Linked DNA regions of Capra hircus: region 1 is linked to region 2. The links are chromatin contacts, called in public Hi-C maps. All regions are on one chromosome and are shown on one strand. Each heading gives the region's core, a stretch centred on a gene start, on an enhancer-like site or on the middle of the called end of the contact. The rest is flanking DNA. Distances are from core to core; before and after follow the strand shown.

Region 1 (3,007 bases), core at 339-2,838, 100 kb after region 2:
TCTCAGAGTGTGTGCCCAGTAGTGGGATTTTGGGGTCATATGGTAGTTTTAGTCTTAGTTTTTAAAGAAAAGTTCCATACTGTTCTCCACAGTGGCTGAATCAGTGTACATTGCCATCAACAGTGCAAGAAGTTTCCCTTTTCTCCACATCCTCTCCAGCATTTATTGTTTGTAGATATTTTGATGATGGCCTATAGTTTCCTTTGCTGTGCAGAAGCTTTTAAGTTTAATTAGATCCCATTTATTTTTGTTTTTAGTTCCATCATTCTAGGATATGGGTCATAGAAGATCTTGCTATGATTTATGTCAAAGAGTGTTCTGCCTGAGTTTTCCTCTTAAGGGTTTTATAGTTTCTGGTGTTACATTTAGGTCTGTAATCCATTTTGAGTTTACCTTTGTGTATGGCATTAGGAAGTGTTCTAGTTTCATCCTTTTACGGGTGGCTGTCCAGTTTTCCCAACACCACTTATTGAAGAGACTGTCATTTCTTCTTTGTATACTCTTGCCTCCTTTGTCAAAGATAAGGTGCCCATAGGTGTGTGGGTGATGGATTTCTTTTACTGAGTTATAATTCTTTCTGTGTGCTGGAGGTATCTCTCTGTGTAGCCCTCTTCTCCGCTTTTATTGATATGTTCCTGCAGTGGGATGGAGGCTGCACCCTGCGGTTGGGCCTCGTGTGTGTGTGTCCTCCAGAAAGGACTCCAATCAATTCTGCCGGCATCTTGTGCCCTGGGTTAGGCCTGGCATGTGTTGGAGTCACTGATCACCCCCATGTGGGGGTGTGGGGAGGTCAGTTCCCACTGGGAGGAGGGGTGTTTTTACCAGAGCAAAGCGGAAAGGTGAAGACTTGCCGTTTCTCAACTGTGTGACCTTGGGCAGGTTATGTAACGACTCTGTACCTTGGTTTCCACATTCGTAAAATGGGGATAATAGTTATACCTGCATTACAGTTGTCACAGGATGAAGTGAAAGGATGCAAATTCAGGTCGGTGTCTGGCCCATCACTGGATCTGTAAATGAGTCTGGCTGTCACCACTGTCCTTGCTTACATCTGGCCAGAGCGGAGGGCAGGGCAGAGGGTCCTGTGCTCAGAGGTTCTAAGTGCACCAGGCGTGCTCTGCATATGTGTCACTAAGAGACAGAAGTCTGAAGTGAGGCTTTCTTCTTGAAGCTTGATAGGTGATCAGGTAGTTGGGACCAAGTTAAATCCTGGGCTCTCAGTTTAAATGAATCCTCTCGGCAGTGGGAAGCTGAGCCCTTAGAGGCAGCGACGTGGTGAGAGTGGTGGTAAGATGGTCAGTCTTCGAGAAACCTGGAGACGGGGATGATGGTGCCTAGGAGGAGGGTGAGGGGGCAGAGAGGCGAAGGGGGCTTCATTTTACAGGGATCGCAAGGCTGCATGTAAGAGCTTTAGGACACAATGACGCCACTAGGTATGACTGGCGTGCGCCGGGCCACCTGGCTCACTGGCTGGTTGCTGGTGTTGTGTTGTTCCGTCCGCACAGTGATCTGCCGAGTTCTGAGGGTCTGTCCCCGTTTCCCTCAGTAAGCCTGGGACTGAGGCTTGGAGAGCGTAGAGACCCTTGTCTGAGGCACGCAGCTGGGGGTAGGGCTAGAATGTGAACCCCAGCATGGCCCCTGTGCCGCCCCCCACAGCCATTCCCCGCCTGTCCAGGGCTGGGGAGCAAGGAGCAGGAGCCCTGTCCTCCAGGAGCTGAGCAGTGGGAGTGCTCTCAGGGGCTCCTGGGTATGTCAGCGCAAAGGCAACGGGCCTGGAGCTCTAGGATGCTTTCTCTGAAAGTGAAGGACAGATTTTGTGTGTGTGTATGTGTGTGTTTAAACAAGCTTTTTGTTTTAATTTTCTTTATTTTTGGCTGCGTTGTGTCTTTGTTGCTGCGCTGGCTTTTCTCCAGTTGCCGTGCGCGGGCCTCTCATTGCAGTGGCCTCTCTTGTTGCGATACTAGGGTGCACGGGTTTCAGCACCCTAGGGCTCCCGGGCCATAGAACACAGGCTAAACAGACATGGTCCACAGGCTTAACTGCTCCACCACACATGGGATCTTCTCAGACCAGGGATCAAACCGTCCATCGACGGGCGGATTCTTTACCACTGGACCACCAGGGAGGCCCAGGGATTGTGTTTAAAGCAACAGCAAGCCTGAGATGTCCTGCTCTGGCTTGGCCCTGCTAGACTGACTCATCATGGAAACCTGACCCTCATGCCAGACCCTGCCTGCCAGTCCGCCTGGGTGCCTGGGCTTCCAGGCCAGCCCTGCAGCGTGGGTGGTGGCATCCTAAGCCTGAATGTGAGGTTTCCGAGGAGCCCAGGTCAGGGCTCTCATGCTGAGACAGTGGCAACTGAGACCCCGCAGGCCCTAGGACCTCAGCTCCCCTCCAGCACTGCTGTGCTGGGCCTTTGCTTCTGTGCCCTGTTCTCCATGGGACCCACATGGTTCAGAACCACCCCGGCATGTAGGACTCACAGACTGGGAATTGGGCAGCCCCAGGCTTGAATCCTGCCTCTGCTGCTGTGTGGCCTTGGGCATCCTCTTGTCATCTCTCTGAGACTGATTTTCTTATCTGGGTCCTCTAGCTCAGGGTCTCTTAGTCACGCTGTGAAGGCTGCAGTTGTCTCAGAGCCTGCATCCATGTCAGACAGTGAGGGAAGCACGCCCCCTGCAGGCTGGGGCTGCGGCCCCTGGTCCCTCACTGTGTGCTGGCTGGAAACCCCCTCAGTTCCGTGCCTTGCGGACCTTTTTGGAGCGTGTCACAGTGCGGCTGATGCCAGCAGAGTGGTGGCTGTGAGGACGGGGCCGTGGGAGAGTCAGGATGTTTTCCTTCCGTTTAAGACAGATCGTGGCAGCAGAGACACTAAGCCCTAACCACTGGGCCACCAGGGAATCCCCTCTCTTAACTATATCTAAGTGTACAGTCCAGTGGCATTAAATGCATTCACATTGTACAACCGTTACCACTATTCTTCTCTATAATGCTTCATCTCATAAAA
Region 2 (2,927 bases), core at 51-2,550:
GCCTTCTCCTTCCACCTTCAATCTTTCCTATCATCAGGGTCTTTTCAAATGAGTCAACTCTTCACATGAGGTGGCCAAAGTATTAGAGCTTCAGCTTCAACATCAGTCCTTCCAATGAATACTCAGGACTGATCTCCTTTAGGATGGACTGGTTTGATCTCCTTGCAGTCCAAGGGACTCTCAAGAGTCTTCTCCAACACCACAGTTCAAAAGCATCAATTCTTCAGCGCTCAGCTTTCTTTATGGTCCAACTCTCACATCCATACATGACAACTGGAAAAACCATAGCTTTGACTAGATGGACCTTTGTCAGCAAAGTAATGTCTCTGCTTTTTATTTTATTGTCTCTGCTTTTTAATATGCTGTCTAGGTTGGTCATAACTTTCCTTCCAAGGAGTAAGCATCTTTTAATTTCATGGCTGCAGTCACCATCTGCAGTGATTTTGGAGCCCCCCAAAATAAAGTCTCTCACTGTTTCTGCTGTTTCCCCATCTATTTGCCATGAAGCGATGGGGCCAGATGCCATGATCTTCGTTTTCTGAATGTTGAGCTTTAAGCCAACTTTCTCGCTCTCCTCTTTCACTTTCATCAAGAGGCTCTTTAGTTCTTCTTCACTTTCTGCCATAAGGGTTGTGTAATCTGCATATCTGTATATGTGAGGTTATTGATATTTCTCCTAGCAATCTTGATTCTAGCTTGTGCTTCATCCAACCCAGCGTTTCTCATGATGTACTCTATGTATAAATTAAATAAGCAGGGTGACAATATACAGCCTTGATGTACTCCTTTTCCTATTTGGAATCAGTCTGTTGTTCCATGTCCAGTTCTAACTGTTGCTTCCTGACATGCATACATATTTCTCAAGAGGCAGGTCAGGTGGTCTGGTATTCCATCTCTTTCAGAATTTTCCAGTTTATTGTGATCCACACAGTCAAAGCATTTGGTGTAGTCAATAAAGAAGAAATAGATGTTTTTCTGGAACTCTCTTGCTTTTTCGATGATCCAGCGGAAAATTGGCAATTGATCTCTTGTTCCATGGAGGCTTAGGGAAGGCCTCGCTGATAAACTGACATGTGAACAAAGACCTGAAAGAAGTGATATGTTTTTTGTTTGTTTGTTTGTTTTTAACGGCTGCAGCCCAGGGAGGGGAAACAGTGCAAAAACCTCAAAGAGAATCATGCAGGGCGTGTTCCAACCCTACTTGGTCAGTGACCCTACTCTGATAACCTGTCTTATCCAAAACCTACCCCCATCTCACCGTTATTCCTTTATCCAGCTTCATTTCCCCCCCCCCCAAAGAAATTTTCAATGTATTATTCCATGTTTATTACGTCTGTTTTCTGTTTTGTGCGAGAGCGGGCGTCTTCGCCTGTCTGGTTCGCCCATTGCAGCCAAAGCGTTTAGTAGTGTGAGGCACACCGCAGGAGCTTGACAGGAGGCTCTGAGATGAGAAGAACGCGCGGTTGAGGGAAGGAAGAAGAGACCCGACCTCCTCATGCCTTGGTCGTGGGAAGCTCTCTGGGAGTGGAATGCAGGTAAGAAGCCCGCACAGCTCAGCGTCCAGGTTCCCCGGCCTTGTGCGCGTCTCTGCACATGCGCCGAGTGCGACCGATCCGCGCGTTCCATTGGCTGCGGCCAGAGGAATCGCGCATGCGCACTCCTCCCGCGTGGTCCTGTGTGGTGGGTTTTGCCCTCCAGCCTCCGCTGTATCCGTGACAGCCCATCTTCCCATCCGGGGCCCCCGTGCGTTCTGGAGCTCGGAATGTTCCCAGAACTCAATAACCTTCTCAACACCACCCCTGAAGGGGCGGAGCAGGTAAGAGGTCGCAAGGTCGAGGAGGAGGTTGGATTCTGGGAGCGCGGCACAAGACCGCACACCCGGATGAAGCGCGCGCGGACCCGTGGGAAATCACGTGACGTCCGTGGCCCGGCGGCGCTTGGGAGTTGTAGTCCGCAGAGGACCCGACCCCGAGGCTAGGCTAGACACTTAGGCCCGCGCAAGATGGGCATCCTGCGGGTTTTCGAAGGTCGCGTGCGCCCTTGAAAGACCACAGGAAGCATGTTATTCGTTTGAGTTGACTTGAGTGTATAGGCGACCCTTGTGCGTGTTCAGCGTGGTGGGAGTCCCAGCGCCCAAACAGGTTGGTGGGGGTGGTTTAGTCGCTCTGTCGTGTCCGACTCTTTGTGACCCCATGGACCGTAGCCCGCCAGTCTCTTCTGTCCCCGCTCCCCCCCCCCCGTCCCCCCGCCCTCCCCATCACAAGGGAGCAACTTCTTAACGACCTCTCCTTAACGGCCTCCTCTGTCCTGGGAACACTCGGCAGGTTTCAGCGAATGCTTCTGCTCGTCTTCCTCCCCATGTTTTTGAACAGTGCTCTCTGAGTTGCTCGCAGCTAACGTTTGATTGCACAGCACGCCTTTGGCACCACAGCCTCCCTGCTGTTTTCGTCGCTCTCTCCTTACCACGGTCTGGAGCATCTCAAAAACGTTCATTCGTTAGCCCGAGGGTTGCCTCTCCTAGAGACATAGGTGATTTATTTCATAACTCCTGTCTTTCTGATGAAATGGTAAGCTCGTCCAGGCAGCCAAGACACCTAGTGTTAAAGCCTTTGTGTTACTCCATAGTCCCAGGCGAATAGTTTTCAGTAAATCCTTGTGCATTTTAATTGCCCTGCAGTTTTTCTCTGCCCAAGCCTCCAGATGGCGCTGCTTACATTGCCAGTTACTACTAACACCTCCAAAGTCCAAACTGAGGGCCACAGTGAGGGATAGAAGTGGGCACCAGGAAATGACAGCGCCAGGGGTAACCCTCAGAGTCTGCTAGTGTAATCTTTCATGTTTTATGAGAGGAAAAAATATCAGGACAACAGAGAGATGACCTTCCCTATCATTGACAAGGAACAAAGGGTGACTGGAGCAGGACAGCC

Evidence for each region. Hi-C and Micro-C count contacts between places; a contact is called where the count stands out from the background.
Region 1: a contact with region 2 is called in a Hi-C map of blood, with 5 times the contacts expected there. The contact joins the enhancer-like site here to the promoter of ELP6 in region 2. A contact is called at or near these places in 2 of 5 Hi-C or Micro-C datasets (both in blood).

What each region holds. Positions count from the first base shown.
Region 1 is chr22:52,279,598-52,282,604 of ARS1.2, forward strand. The region is part of intron 3 of SCAP (sterol regulatory element-binding protein cleavage-activating protein); the gene reads left to right. Among named protein-coding and RNA genes, the nearest start is that of PTPN23, 42 kb to the right of the region's middle. Within about 2 kb of position 1,589, at least 1 of the 5 cell types and tissues checked has an H3K27ac peak or open chromatin away from gene starts, as enhancers often do.
Region 2 is chr22:52,180,127-52,183,053 of ARS1.2, forward strand. ELP6 (elongator complex protein 6) reads left to right here and starts at 1,301. Exons shown (of 7, transcript XM_005696017.3): 1 at 1,301-1,816. The coding sequence starts at 1,496.